3 separate regions of the Mus musculus genome follow, and regions 2 and 3 are each linked to region 1. A link is a contact called in public HiChIP or PLAC-seq data. All regions are on one chromosome and are shown on one strand. The core of a region is the stretch at or near the end of the contact, and the rest is flanking DNA. Distances in the headings are between cores, read along the strand shown. Region 1 has its middle 21 kb from the start of E230029C05Rik. Region 2 overlaps Sytl2 (synaptotagmin-like 2). Region 3 holds the start of Crebzf (CREB/ATF bZIP transcription factor).

Region 1 (4,964 bases), core at 2,391-4,890:
GTTAGAATCTCACGTAGCCCAGGTTGACCTCAAACTCACTACATAATGTCAACTGGCCTTGTACTCCTAACCCTCTTGCTTCTGTCTACCAAGTGCTGGCATAACAGAACTGAGTCCCAGTGCATTCTTCTATTATTTCTGAAGAGCATACTTTAGAGGGCTAGTGACTCTGTGGCTAATTCAGCCAACCAAATTGAGTAAGAATGTATTGAGTTGGGGGCTGGTGAGATGGCTCAGTGGGTAAGAGCACTCGACTGCTCTTCCGTAGGTCCGGAGTTCAAATCCCAACAACCACATGGTGGCTCACAACCATCTGTAACGAGATCTGACTCCCTCTTCTGGAGTGTCTGAAGACAGCTACAGTGTACTTACATATAACCAATAAATAAATCTTTAAAAAAAAAAAAAAGAATGTATTGAGTTGAAGCCAAGCAGCGGTGGCAGCACGTACCTTTAATCCCAGCAGTGTGTAGGGGTGTGTGTGTGTGTGTGTGTGTGTGTGTGTGTGTGTGTGTGTACAGAGGCAGATCTCTGGGTTGCAGGATCCTGTTCTACTCAGAGAAACCCATCTCACAAAACAAAACAGAAAGTATACCAAGTAGACACCTAGAAAGTAAGTCAGGGCCAAATTCAAGATCAGATTCCAAAATTATTGGGATGTGCTACAAGTAGGCCAGATGTCTTGAGAAAACATCCACATAACTCCATACACATTCTGGGTAGATATGAGGATTAGAGTAAAGTAGTTATACACCCACCTCAGGAACAAGAGGCTTGGTTATATGATATAGACCATGTTCTGTACGGTGTAGGCAACTTCTCCCAAGCACCCACACACTCTGCATCAGTGGCTGAGCTAACTAACGCATGGTGTCGGAAGGATGATTCTGAGTGATTCAAACTTGCAGAGTCAGTGCTGGATCTTTCTTTGCCCAGTTGGCACAGTATGCTCTCTATCCTGGTTTTACATCTGTTTGTTTCCTTGTTAATTTTTTTTTCAGACAGGATCTTGCTGTATAGCTTTGGTTAACTTGGAACTTGTGATCCTCCTGTCTCAGCCACCATGAGTGATGGAATTATGGGCATGCACCACCATGCCTGGCTTGGATCAGTTTCTTATGTGTTAGCAGTGTAGATATTATCAGTCTATAGAATGAAATCTTGTCTGTATACCTTGAAGGCTTGGTGAAGAACCCATGGAAAGCAGTGAACAGTCCAAAGCAGTGGATATACCCCAAAACCCAGGGTACAAGCTGTTTAGGATTTTCCTCAAAATGATAATGGCATCAAATATGCTGATTTTGCCCTGAAACAGATATTGAACACTAATGAATAGCAATTCTCTTTGACCAAACAGAGGAACAATTCAAAAGTCTCCTAATTCTGGATGGAAAGAAGGTTCTTCAAGGCCTTTGACAAAATGTTTTTATTGTTGTTTTGTTTTGTTTGTTTAAGGTAAGGTAGCCTTGGCTTGCCTGCAGGTCAATATGTAGACCAGGCTGGCTTTGAATTCAGAGAACCACCAGCTTCTGCCTCACAAGTGTTGAGATTGAAGGTTTGTATCACCACACGCATCACAACGTTATTACTGTGTTATCTTTTTTTTCCGAGACAGGGTTTCTCTGTGTAGCCCTGGCTGTCCTGGAACTCACTCTGTAGACCAGGCTGGCCTCAAACTCAGAAATCCGCCTGCCTCTGCCTCCTGTGTGCTGGGATTAAAGGCGTGTGCCACCATGCCCACCTTTTTTTTTTTTTAAGATTTATTTATTATTATATGTAAGTACACTGAGGCTGTCTTCAGACACACCAGAGGAGAGTGTCAGATGTCATTATGGATGGTTGTAAGTCACCATGTGGTTGCTGGGATTTGAACTCAGGACCTTCAGAAGAGCAGTCAGTGTTCTTAACTGCTGAGCCATTTCTCCACCCCCACAACAACATTCTTTAAGAAAGTATTAATTAATGAACGTTTAAATGGCAGGAGGGGTGCTGTTGAAGTCCAACAGCAGGATCAGTAGACTAGCAAGAACTGCAACTATTAACTGCACTTTCTTAGGACCCACCACTCCTTCAGTGTGAGCAATCACCTCAAACAGAGGAATGACATGGAGAAAGAAGCCCTGAGCCCCGGTTTCAAACTCCAGAACCAGGGAATATCTCTGGGTGCATCAGTAGAAAACAGAGAAGCAGAGATGGTAGACAGGAAGGCCCTCCTGGCAGGTTCTCTGGACCTGAGATGAAGGGGGCTACATCAGTACACTTCCAGGGAATAGGCACTTGGGGCATCAGAGTTATTCTTTGACCTTGGTAGCGTTTTTTCCCCAACTCGTGACAGCAAATGGTTAATGAGTTAATAGTAATATGAGTTATTTAATCTTATTTCCCTAAGACTCAAGTTTTGTCCTTATAAAATGAGAATAATAAAACTGCAGATTATTCATATTAAATAAGCTGAATGTATGTATTGTTTAAACCAGTGTCTACATTTGTAACCCTCAACATGCTATTCTCTATTCTTACTTCCTTTGTCGTTGTTGTAGCTTTAAATTTCATAAAGTACTGTCAAACATAGTGATACAAAAACTACTGTCACTGGAGATATTCATCAGTACTTACATACAGTGCAATAAGATGTAAGGAAAGAAAATCAGAGAAAGAGACGTCACAGTCAGCTATTGGATGGGTCACACGGCCCCCCATGGAGGAGCTAGAGAAATTACCCAAGGAGCTAAAGGGAACTGCAACCCTATAGGTGGAACAACAATATGAACTAACCAGTACCCGGGAGCTCTTGTCTTTAGCTGCATATGTATCAAAAGATGGCCTAGTTGGCCATCACTGCAAAGAGAGGCCCATTGGACTTGCAAACTTTATATGCCCCAGTACAGGGGAACGCCAGGGCCAAAAAGGGGGAGTGAGTGGGTAGGGGATTGGGGGGGTGGGTATGGGAGACCTTTGGGATAGCATTGAAAATGTAAACGAGGAAAATACCTAATTAAAAAAAAAGAAAGAAAAAAAGAAAAAGAGACGTACCTTCCTCTCCTTACTCTGGCATTGAATGTTCTATCAAGTTTCTAAGTGATTCTAATACTCTAGACCTCCTATGTCTCCCTCTTCTCTCTTGGGGACTTTTAGCTCCTCTCCTGAGTTCATGGTGGGACTGACTGCCATGACATCACACTGCCACACATCACAGCTCCAGGACATCACCTTTTCCTTCTTTAGTCACTGAGGCCTCTGCATCTTAATCAGAAAAAGCTGGACCTCCCCATCCCCTCAAGGGCAGCAAGGGTTTAGCCCACAGGGCTTAGTCTGTAAAAAAGGGCCTTTCTCTTGGGGAATGCCCAATGCAGTGAGAGGGCTGGGTGAGAGATTTGGTGTCACCCACAAGGTTTCTTCATCTTCTTTGCTTTGCTCTTCTCTGATGCTCTGGCTGGGGAACCCCAGCTCACTCATCTCTTATCTAAGATATCGATCTTACACCCGGGTTGTCTTCGGTGGGTAGAGAGGGCTGAAGTAAGTGTCCCCACCTACATCTCACATTTCACACGGAAGTTTTACAGAGGTTTCAGTCCTCTGTAAGGCCTGCCCTATCTTGCTCAAATTAGTCAGAACCATTATTATGCAGGAATTCTCTCTCAAACAATGAGTAACAGAGCTCAACCGTCCTCTAAGGCAGGCTGAAGAGATGCTCCCTGCCTAAGTCTGTTCAAAGAAATTCTTTAAAGAACTTAGAAAATTGTCGCAATAAAGGTTTTTAAGGAGGAAGGCTATGAAAGCCCAGAGCAAGATTAGTGGATTTGGGAAAGTAGCAGCTGCAGCCCGCTGGTTCAGGACCCCTCTGCCTACAGTAGGTCAGGCATCTGGAGGTTTGTTTAACAGACTCTTTCTATAAAATCCTAAGAGGTACTCATCTGAAAAAAGTATCTCTTCCCCTCTCACATTCTTGATACTAGCACATGAAGCTAGCCTTGCTTACCTCTTGCTAAGACACTTAAAATAGAAACAGATTAGGCAGAACTGGTATTGTAGGCCTTCTATTCCAGCTGCTTAGGAGTTTGGGACTTTCGGTTCACAAGTTCAAGGCCTGCCTGCACTACAGAGTGAGTTCAAGCACAGCCTGCACAACTTAGTAAAACTCTGTCTCAACATAAAATGTAATAAGAGAGCTGGGGATATAGACTTTGATGGGAAAGCCCTTGACTAGTGTATGTAAGGCCTAAGGTTCAATTCCCAATACATTTAGAAATATACAGTATCATTAAAGAGCTCATGGGGTTAGAGAGAGGGCCCAGTGGTTAGGAGCACTTCCTATACAATCTTAATGACTAGAGTTTTGGTTCCTAGGACCCACATAATAAGTGTCCCATGAATTCCAACCCCAGCTCCAACAGAGGTAGAAACAGGAGGCTCACCATTGGCTTCCGGCCACACCAATAAAATGTGAGTCTCAAGATCAGGGAGATATCTTGTCTCCAAGAAATAGGCAGAGAGTGATAGATTAAGTCCTGCCCTCTTCTGTCCTCTGCACTCATGCACAGGCTCACATACCTCCACAAACATGTGTGCCACACACACGTGGACATACAGTCACACACACACATGCACAAATATACAAATGTTTAAAAAATGTTAATGAGTTTGATTGGTAGACTACATGAGTAACTGGGTTAAATTAACAGATGGATCATGAAGGCTCACAATGCCCTATGCCACTCAAGCTCTGATTTTTCAGATGTCCTTTACTTTGCTCATCGTTGTTGGTGATATCAGTAATCTTTCTGGTGGCTCACCTGTGACAGCCTTCCACCAGCCTCCTCTGGTCCATTGTGCCTCTGGCTCTTACCTTGGATCCTAGTTCTGGATACTTTCGCTCTTCTCTTTTCTCTCTTTGCTTTCTCTTCCTTTTCTTTGAGACAGAGTCTCACTATGTATCTTGGTTGGCCAGAAACTCACTCTGGAGA
Region 2 (4,742 bases), core at 1,561-4,060, 330 kb before region 1:
AGTGAGAAGAATATTCCTGTGTTCATAGGAAATCACTGATTCATAGAAGCATCCCAGTGGTGAGTGGAAGCATCCTCGTGTCCAGCCTCCCACCCATGTTCTACGTGCTGCCAAGTGATTGTTCCACAACTCAGCTCCCACCAATCCATACACCAGGCTGGAAACACTTTGCCATCCTGTTCCACGATCCAATAGGTGAAGCTTAAAGTCCTTATGATGGTCTGGGAACTCACACCTACTTCTTCCCCAAAGTCTTTCCCTTCATAGCCCCAGGCTGAACACTTCTAGCTCCTCTTGTCATTGGGTCTTTGCTATATCCTTTCCTTCCAGGCCCTGACTTAACTGCTGCTTACTGTGCTCCATGCCTTCTCTAACTACTCTAGGTCAGGTTGGAGTCCCTCTGGTGTGCTCTATTAGCCCCTGACTCCGACTATTACAATCCATCTCAAACTCAGCCCTGTTCATTCGCCACCCGCCTATTTCTAGGTAAGGTTTGGGTTCTGAGAACTTTGGGCCCAGGTCACCTGCCACTCACATTGGAATGAAAAATATCAAGTATTTGTAGGAAATAAAGAAACCCAGGTTGGTGGGGCTTCTACTTCACGAGAACTGAGCTTTGTTTTCCAGAGTGAGATATTAGAAAGCTCTGTATAGGACACTACAGGTGACACACAATCTGATGGTTGGTTTTGTAAACTTGACACAAAATAGAGTCACCTAGGCAGGAGGAACCTCAATAGAGAACTTGCCTCCATGAGATTGGCCTGTGGGTATGTCTCCGGGAAGTATTAATGTGGGAAGGCTGAGCCCGCTATGGCCATGTCCCATAACCCCTCCCCCACCCGCCCACACATTCTGTGGGTTCTATAAGACAGCAGGCCGAGCAACCCAAGGTGGATCAAGCAAGTAAGCAGCACCCCTCCATAGCCTCTGCATCAGCTCCTGCCTCCAGGTGCTTGCCCTGTTCTAGTTCCTGTTCTGACTTCCCTCAATGATGAACTGTGATCAGGACATGTTAGCCAAACAAAACTTTTCTTCCCCAAGTTCCTTTGTTCTGAGCAGCAAAAAATAACTAGAGCACCTGTGAAGCCCCAGGAACAGCAACCCAGATGGGAAACTGGAGAGCTTTGAACAGGGACTGCTTGGTTGGCATTTCCTGCCTGTCATCCCTGCCATGGCTCATCTGTAAGAGTGAGTGCTCCTCCTGTCAGTTGTCCAGATATTAAATTGAAGAGTGAATCGAAGACCATAAGTAACACCTGCTTCTGCTAATAGCAAAGAGGAAGGCTGGATTTACAGACGCAACCTCAGTCCATCATCTTGCTGACCAACCCTCGGGTTAAAACCTTGGGTACTTAAAGAATCTCTTTCCCAGGATGCTCTGCCAGTAGAAGGGAATCAGGCGCCATCCTCGGCTTTCCTGCAAAGCGGTTGGTATGTCAGACCAGGCCTTGATCCCCGAGAGAGAGGAGGGAAACGCAGGTCAGCAGTGGCTCTCACATGATGAGGTTTTTTTTTTTTTTTTTTTTTTTTCAGAACAAAAGCAAATTGTTCTGACAGTCCCATGACTTTAAGGAAGAAAACTCAAAAGAAGGGAAACCCCCACTGGGCAATAGAAGAAGGACAAACACAAACATGTCTTAGTTAGAGAGAATGGTGCTTGACCAAAAGTATAATAAAAATAAAATCAGAAGAGCTCAGGTCAATGCGCCCCTCATCCCTGCTAGTAGCACTTACACACCCCATCATGCAAAGCTAACGACCTCATACCCTTCCTAAATCACAGTGGCATTGAAGGATGAACGGAACAACCCACAGGTACTGCAGGGAAAGCTGACGGTGGGGTGAACAGAATCAGAATCTGCCTGTCTCTCTCCCAGCAGAAAGGCCTCCCCTAAATACTCTACACCACACCCATGTGCACGCATGAAGGCCAACACTTACACCAGGGTGGAACTAACTTGTCAATTCTACCTATAGGCTTCCTTTCTCCCTGCCCTCCAGAACCACGTACATTCCACTGTCCCATTTGCATTCATGTTGCTGCCTTTCTCTCCAGCTTTCTTCTGCAGGCTCTGGATTGGCTTCATTATACTGTTTGCAACCTCTGGGCTGTTTTCATGTGTAAACTTCTAGGTTCCTTATCTGGAGTCTTACCCACTTTTATATTTTTAAATTTATTGTGAAGGAGCAATGATCTTTTAGAGGAGTTGCAGGACTCGTTTCTATGTTGACGTCTGTGTACCTGCTGGGTTGGGTACTTGTTTGGCTTTTATTTGGAGATCTTTTCAGTGAGCAGTTTATACCGTTGGTGCTCTAGTTCTCGAGCCTCAGTGTGACTATTAGATTCAGCTCCTGCTGTACCTCCCAGTACTCCTAGTTCAGTTCGAAGATGATAGAGTTTATATTTTTAAACAGCGTGGTGTGCATGCATGTGGACGAACATGAGCACTCCGAGGCACACACGTGGAGATCAGAAGACAACCTGTGAGAGTCAGGTCTCTCCTTCCAGCATGTGGGTCCCAGGGATCACGCTCAGAGCATCCAGCTCAACAGCAGGTATTGATGTGCAGAAGTGTGCATTTTCTAAGCTGTCCCCACCCACGGTGCTGTTCTGCCTGACCGTGTCTGGGGTCGCTATAGAAGATTCCCAGTAGGTCAGAAATGGCCGGTGACTGGCTAAAGAGTTCCACAATTATCAAGAGTTGAACAGATTCCTTTCTATACCAGTTGTTTGTCAGCTGTGGTGAGAGTGAGCTCACATCCCACACCCACAGTAACAGCTGCATCAGAGAAGCCTCACTGGTCCTTTGTTCAGACGAGAAAACGAAGACAAAGAGGAAAAGTTAGCCGAGTGCTTCAGGTGGCACAGCTGCCTGACATCAGAGCCAGAACTCTCAAAGAAAATGTCTTACAGGGCGGATCCTGTTTCAGTGGAAATGCAGATAACTAGATGAGATGTGCTGCGTTTCACAGCATGCCTGAAACCTGCACACTGGTAGCGAGCAGGAATTACAGACCAACCCTAGATTTAATTATTTTTCTAGGTTTCATAGTTAAAGGCGAAGAGTGGAGGGACCAGCTGATTCATTAACTAGACTGGAATTAAACCCAGAAACATAAAGTTAACTCAACCGGAGCTGTCGCTAGCTTAGTTTTAAAAGCTTCATTTTTGTAGAGTTATGCACATCCCCAGCCAGGCTGGAGGTGAGAAACTCTCTCCAGATGTGGTCACTTGGGGGGTTTCCAAAGCTAGCTACTAGATCACCTGAAAACCTTTGAAATTTCCCAGCTCTCCTATCTGGAAGAAGGCAGGGTCCTCTCAGGAATGCTCAGGAGAAATGGAAGTGGGTAACAGAGAGGGGAATAAATCAGAACACTGTACAATAAGACACATAAAATTCTAACAGCCAGACCCATTACTCTGTATCCTAATTTTAAAATTCTCTTTCCCTATTCCTACCTACCCCAAGTTATTCTCCTGTAACAGGTCCGTGGTAGGACCCCTATCTGGGAGGTTTTCATTGCAGGTTCCAGGTGACAATAATGTAGAGCGAAAGATGAGACCACTGAATTAATTGATCTTCTCCCCTATCTAAACTGCTCGAATCTAGTATTTAGGGACAAAGCAAGGAAGCTACCTAGGCCACAAACCATGAAGTCATATCACTGAGTTCAGCACCATACACCTGAGAACGAATGTCTCCATAGGAGTGACGTACACCTTAGGGCACAAATTTTAAGGAGGTACTAAAGACTTTGCCAGTACAGCAGCAACACTCAGCATCTTTGTCTCAAAATCTATGGCACCCTAGGGCACCTCAGGCTTCTCTCCCTCTTCGTATACCCACTTGTATCTCTGCTCTGCCCGAACCATGCTTTCAAAGATACATCAGTTCCTAAAATGGGCAAGACCTTCCTCCATCCTCTTTATCTTCTAAATGGATTCTTTTGAAATCCAGTGTTTGCCATGATCATTCCCAATGCCCTTGACATAAAGGGCTGTTGCTTTTAAGTCAAAAACCCTTGGAAGAAGACTGATCTTCTATGAGTCTTTGGAGACTCCCCTAAGGATTAGTCCCCTGGTCTGTGTTGTGTGGGTAGCAGAACATACTGGACAGGGTTATCACAAGGATGGCATGTTGGGCATAGTGAGTGCCCTATAAGCACCCCTTCACAAGAAGGCTCGGCATCCCACTAGCTCTCCACCTGTCCATGTTGCCTTGAGAGTGAAGTGTGACTGCCCCTGTTTTTCCTCTTACCTCAGGCGACTCTCCTCCTTCCCCTACATTCCCACCCCATTTTAGCAAGTAAATCACAGGTTCCTATGGGCATACCCATGCAGACCCCACCACTGAGGTCTTTGAAGAGATTTTTTAAACAGTCTTCTAAATTTGAGGTGTGGGTAAGAGAGAGGTGGGTGAGAGGATCCCATCCTTAAAATTCAACATTTCTCTGTTTTCCCAGTTGGGCTTTGACCCCAGTTCTAGCATGCCGTAAGTCAAGAGTGTGACACCTTGGTCTCTGTCTACACTAACTTCTCCATCTGCTTCTAACTCTTTTTTTTTTTTTCAGTACTGTGCATTATTACTGTGCTGTGTGTACCAGCACCTAGCATGGTGCTTGACACATAGCTGATACCTCATTTGTTGCTTAATTGAAGGACAGGGGAAGAGAGGGCAAAGAGGAAAATCAAGTCGATTCAAAGATACACACACACACACACACACACACACACACAC
Region 3 (4,668 bases), core at 993-3,492, 440 kb before region 1:
AAGAAACATTTCATTTATCGTCTTCTAATTAAAACACAGAAATCTGATGGGTATGTTAATTTCCAACTTCTCAAGTGGTGAACTATTAGGGTCTTTAAATAGACTGTATTTCTGCATTTTCTACTGAAAACTATAAGGCATTCATTAAGTATTTTAGGAGACTTGTCATCTCCAGAAAAATACCACATTTGCGCATGCCTCAATACTTATTGTCAACCTCTGAAAAGTTGCTCTACAATTGGAATTCCAATTTGCACCTTGTACAACTCGGAACTTCCATTCAACTTCACCTGTTTGACTGTCTCCAAACTGTATCTCTATTAGCAGGTTTCTGTGTACAGTTGGAACCGATGTCATCCAAGGCCATGTCCACACTGGGGACAGAAGAGCTAGGTACACGCAACTCTGAACAAGGGGACACATTTAACAGCTATTTCAACCAGAAGCAACTTAAGTACATTAATGACCAGCACAAGTCTGTTTCCAGGGTGGACAAGGCCCAAATTAAGATTCCCCTCCCACCACCTTTCAAAAAGAAAAACAAACAGAAAAAGATATCACACACACACACACATTGAGATGTCTGCCCATTAAAGTAGCCTAAGCAGCCGAGCATGAGCGTTACGGGAAGAGATGGATCCTTACCAGGTTGTGAGGCGGGAACGACTGCTCTGTAACCCCTACAACGGAGCCTGGCAGGAAGGAAATCACCTAAAAAAGAAACTGTCAGAGAGATTTAATAGTCACAGGTTATCATTAGGAGTTGGTTACAGTGTCACATTCATGCTTTTAGCTAAACACTTAAAAGATTTAATATTACTTTTTTTTCCGCCTCTGAAATGCGTCCGGTGACGATGTCCCACTAAGGTGTTTGACATGGTGTAAGGGAGGAGAAAGGGGTAAACGCGGATAAAGAGCAGATTACTTGACCCTACATTTTAAGAGACGACGACGCCTTCCGAGCGCACGCCGAGCAGAACTCCACCGACACCTTATCCTTGTCCACATGGAGACACACTCCTCCCGCCGCGTCGTCCTCTTCCCGCGGCTCCGGCGGCTGCTTCCCCACCGGCAGGGCGTAGTCGTGGTCGCCGGCGGGCGAGTCTCTGAAGAGGGAGGTGGTCAGCCGCAGTCCCACGCCGCTCAGTCGGCTCAGCAGGCGAGCTAGTCCGGTCTCGTTGGCCAGGACGGCCCGTAGGTAGCGACTCTCCTCCTGCAGTGCTTGCACGCGCTTGCCCAGCTCCCGATTCTCGGCCCGCAGCTCCTGGTTCTCGGCTGCCAGTCCCCGGACCCGACTCTCCAGCCCCATCACGTACTCCTTCTTCTTGAGCCGATTAAGACGGGCAGCGGCCGCCGCCGCCTTCCGGGGACTCTTGGTCGCCGCCTGGTTGCCGTCGTTGGCGCCACCGCCTCCTGCTCCCGGGGACTTTCTCCGCCTCTTCTCCCCGCCGCCGCGGTCACCGCCGCTGCTGCAGCCTCCGATGCCGTTCAACAGCCTCTGCAGCAAGTCGGAGAAGCGCTGCATCTCGGCGGCCGCGGTGTCGTCGTCGTCGTCCCCCCTCAACAGGCCGCCGCTCTCCGAGCCTCCGCCGGACGAGGACAGGGGCCCGGGCGAGCTGAGCCCGGGCTCCAGGTGCCAGTCCGGTTGCCGAGGGTCCAGCAGATCGGCCAGCTCCAGCCCGGAGAGAAAGTCCATGTCCTCCGGCTCTTCCTTGGGGACCATGGCGATCGCGTCCTCCTCCTCCTCCTCCATCTTCAGGGGCGAGGGCGCGGGCGCGCGCACGGCCACGCTGCCGCGGCTCCCGCTCCGGGCCTCCGGCTCGCCCCCGTCCCCGTCCCCGTGAGGTTGCTCGCGGTCAGGCGATCCGGGCCTCGGGGTCTCCGCCCCCGCGGCTGCCCCGCTCGGCTCCCGGGGCGGCGCGCGCGTGGCGGGCGGCTCCCGGCTGTCGCGGCGGCTCGGGAAGTCGCGGCCCGAGGCTGCCAGCAGCTTGGTCAGGCTGTGCCTCATGGGGCTGAGCGGCGGGCCCGGGTAGGCCGCAGCCACTCCGACCCCGGGCCCCCAGCGCGCAGAGCCACGGCGCCGGGCCGACCGCAGGCGCGGGGCAAGGTCCGAGTGGCCTCCGGCGGCCGCCCAACCCCCCGCACGAGGCGGGGGGAAGGCAGTGGAAGCGCGAAGCGGCGAGGCCCGGGGGAGGACTCGGCCGCGCCACCCAGACAGCGGCCTGGCCGGAAGTTACTCTCTGCCCACCCCGCCCACAAAAACGCGCTTCGCTCCAGCCAGAGTATCGCGAGATTCCGAGTGCTTTCGAGGTGCAGTAACTTCGGCTTTGCGGTGATGTCATAGGAGCAGCAGGCAAAACACAATAAAACCTAGTTTCCACCCCCCCCCCACTCATCGGTACTACCCGGTACCACTCTCCTCGATCCAATATGACATCTAGACATATTTGACGTAGCTATATTAAAAAAAAACTGTTTTTGTGAACGCTTTTATTTTTGCTGTTTCTCTCTAAACTGCAAGCAAAAAACAGCACGCATAAGGAAATAGTCCCCGTTAAAACAAAAGACTTTAAATCAGAAGTGTTACCAAATTCTGGGGAACGCAGTCACGTACTGACACTAACTCCCCAGGCGACATTCAGAGGTCCTTAGTCTCAGAAAATGATCTTTCATAATACTATTACTGCTATTATTGTCATTATTACATCATTTTTATTTATCATTTGTTTTTGCAATAAGGGTCACTTGCAGAATTAGCTCCTTTGCCAAGAGTGGGTGGTTGGTTTGTTTACTGGTCTCTTGTTTTGCTGTTTGTTTTCTGCTTTTTTTTTCTTTTGTCAAGTCATGGTAGTTACTTAGGCTTTTTCCGTTTTTAAAATACCAGCTTTTTGAAAAGACCAAGTCTTGAACAAAACACTTCACTTTTTATTCAATGAGTTCATGCACATAGCACTGATGTAACGAATTCTTTTAAGCCTCACTACACATTGGGCCAATAGTGCGGGGGGGGGGGGGGGGGGGGGGGGGGGGGGGGGGGGGGGGGGGGGCTTCTGCAACCACCAGGACAAACAAAGTAATGTAATTCAGTTTAACACACTGAGTAGCCAGTGTTGATTCAAACTTCAAGAGTATGATCCCAGAGTTCTTAATTTTAGGCATTTTTTTTAAATCATTTTATTTTATTTTATTTTTTTAGATTTATTTATTATTTATTATATGTAAGTACACTGTAGCTGTCCTCAGACACTCCAGAAGAGGGAGTCAGATCTCATTACGGATGGTTGTGAGCCACCATGTGGTTGCTGGGATTTGAACTCCTGACCTTCGGAAGAGCAGTTGGGTGCTCTTACCCACTGAGCCATCTCACCAGCCCAATTTTAGGCATTTTTAAGCAAAGCACAGTTTGGTGGAAGAGTTTCCTGCTGATAATCGAGAGTATGCAGCAATATGACCTGACCACCATGAAACTCTGTGTAAAAGTATGCATGACATCTTCCATAAAGACAAATGTCTTAATTAGGGTTTCCATTGCTGTGAAGGGACAGCATGACCAAGGCAACTCTTGTTTTGTTTTGTTTTGTTTTGTTTTGTTTTGTTTTGTTTTGTTTTGTTTTTCAAGACAAGGTTTCTCTGTATAGCCCTGGCTGTCCTGAAACTCACTTTGTAGACCAGGCTGGCCTGTCTCTGCCTCCTGAGTGCTGGGATTAAAGGCATGCACCACCACCGCCCAGCTCCAAGGCAACTCTTATAAGGACAACATTTAACTGGGGCTGGCTTACACTTTCAGAGGTTCAGTCCATTATCATCACAGAAGCAGAGCAGAATCCAGGCAGGGTCCATTTCCTCTATGGAAGGAACTCCGAGTTCCCCAGGCAGGCTGGAGTGTCTCAAAGCCCACTCTGACACTGACAGTGTTAGACCTAGTGGGGAAACCCCCACCCAATTCCCGATTCGGTGTGCACCCAAAAAATCACGAAGGACCATCATCTTGATGTAAATACATGAGGACGTTTAATTACGGAGCTCTGGACCGACATGTATCTCACACAGGAGATAACAGATGTCGGCCACGAGGCTTGAAAGCTAGGGGTTTTTATGGGGTAAGGGGCTTAGGGGTGTGGAATTCAGCATAGTGACACACTATTGGCTTATTCAAACATTAACAGAAAGATTACATGTCAGCAAAAGGGCATCAGGACCTTGTTCCTGTGGGCTGGGGGCTTATCTTTGTTCACATAGCAGTCAGTTGATGTATGACTTTACCAGGCATCAAGGGGCAGTAGACAGAGGGGAGGTTCCGGCCAGGTGGTGTTGGCCCAGACAAGATAGCCCTGCTTGTACAATCAAGCTGTTCTTAGGAATGTCTTAACAACAGCCCTGTCTGTTCTGCTTTGTTCTTGGCCCCAGGCAGTGGGCTCATAGACAACTCTTTTACATGAATCACAAGATACAAAATCTCATTTTCTTTCAACAGGCCTCTTCCAACAAGGCTACCCCTACTCTACCAATGCCACATCTCCTAATATTACCAATCCCTGATCCAAGCACATTCAAACCACCACATGGATTTTATAGATTGACAGAAAAAAATAAGCTCAAAATAAGGGTCTAGAGGAGGATCAGTTGTAGTCTCTGCCACACAGAGTAAATGTTACCAGGCTATTTTTG

Evidence for each region. HiChIP or PLAC-seq counts read pairs in DNA pulled down with a chosen protein or histone mark.
Region 2: a contact with region 1 is called in an H3K27ac HiChIP or PLAC-seq map of regulatory T cell precursor, with 3 times the contacts expected there. The contact joins two enhancer-like sites. A contact is called at or near these places in 5 of 39 promoter capture datasets (the 3T3-L1 cell line, hippocampal neurons, liver and 2 more), 3 of 484 Hi-C or Micro-C datasets (memory CD8 T cells and natural killer cells), 7 of 115 datasets of contacts at active chromatin or transcription factors (CD8 T cells, effector CD8 T cells, memory CD8 T cells and 3 more) and 2 of 9 other capture datasets (liver and pancreatic islet).
Region 3: an H3K4me3 HiChIP or PLAC-seq map of embryonic stem cells shows a contact between it and region 1, with 13 read pairs. The contact joins the promoter of Crebzf here to the enhancer-like site in region 1. A contact is called at or near these places in 9 of 39 promoter capture datasets (3T3-L1-derived adipocytes, the C10 cell line, cranial neural crest and 4 more), 1 of 15 datasets of contacts at CTCF or cohesin (the NIH/3T3 cell line), 7 of 484 Hi-C or Micro-C datasets (the AML12 cell line, bone marrow-derived macrophages, conventional dendritic cells and 3 more), 31 of 115 datasets of contacts at active chromatin or transcription factors (the 230-238 cell line, CD8 T cells, the NIH/3T3 cell line and 22 more) and 1 of 9 other capture datasets (adipose tissue).

The regions. Positions count from the first base shown.
Region 1 is chr7:90,005,882-90,010,845 of GRCm38.p6, reverse strand. No RefSeq gene overlaps it. Among named protein-coding and RNA genes, the nearest start is that of E230029C05Rik, 21 kb to the left of the region's middle. Within about 2 kb of position 3,640, at least 48 of the 459 cell types and tissues checked have an H3K27ac peak or open chromatin away from gene starts, as enhancers often do. A contact at or near this core is called in CD8 T cells, differentiating embryonic stem cells, effector CD8 T cells and 7 more, where this site is marked.
Region 2 is chr7:90,339,824-90,344,565 of GRCm38.p6, reverse strand. All of the region lies in intron 1 of Sytl2 (synaptotagmin-like 2), which reads right to left. Among named protein-coding and RNA genes, the nearest start is that of Sytl2, 40 kb to the right of the region's middle. Within about 2 kb of position 2,810, at least 46 of the 459 cell types and tissues checked have an H3K27ac peak or open chromatin away from gene starts, as enhancers often do. A contact at or near this core is called in CD8 T cells, memory CD8 T cells, regulatory T cells and 2 more, where this site is marked.
Region 3 is chr7:90,440,355-90,445,022 of GRCm38.p6, reverse strand. Crebzf (CREB/ATF bZIP transcription factor) reads right to left here and starts at 2,242. Exons shown (of 1, transcript NM_145151.3): 1 at 1-2,242. The coding sequence starts at 2,008. The coding sequence ends at 932.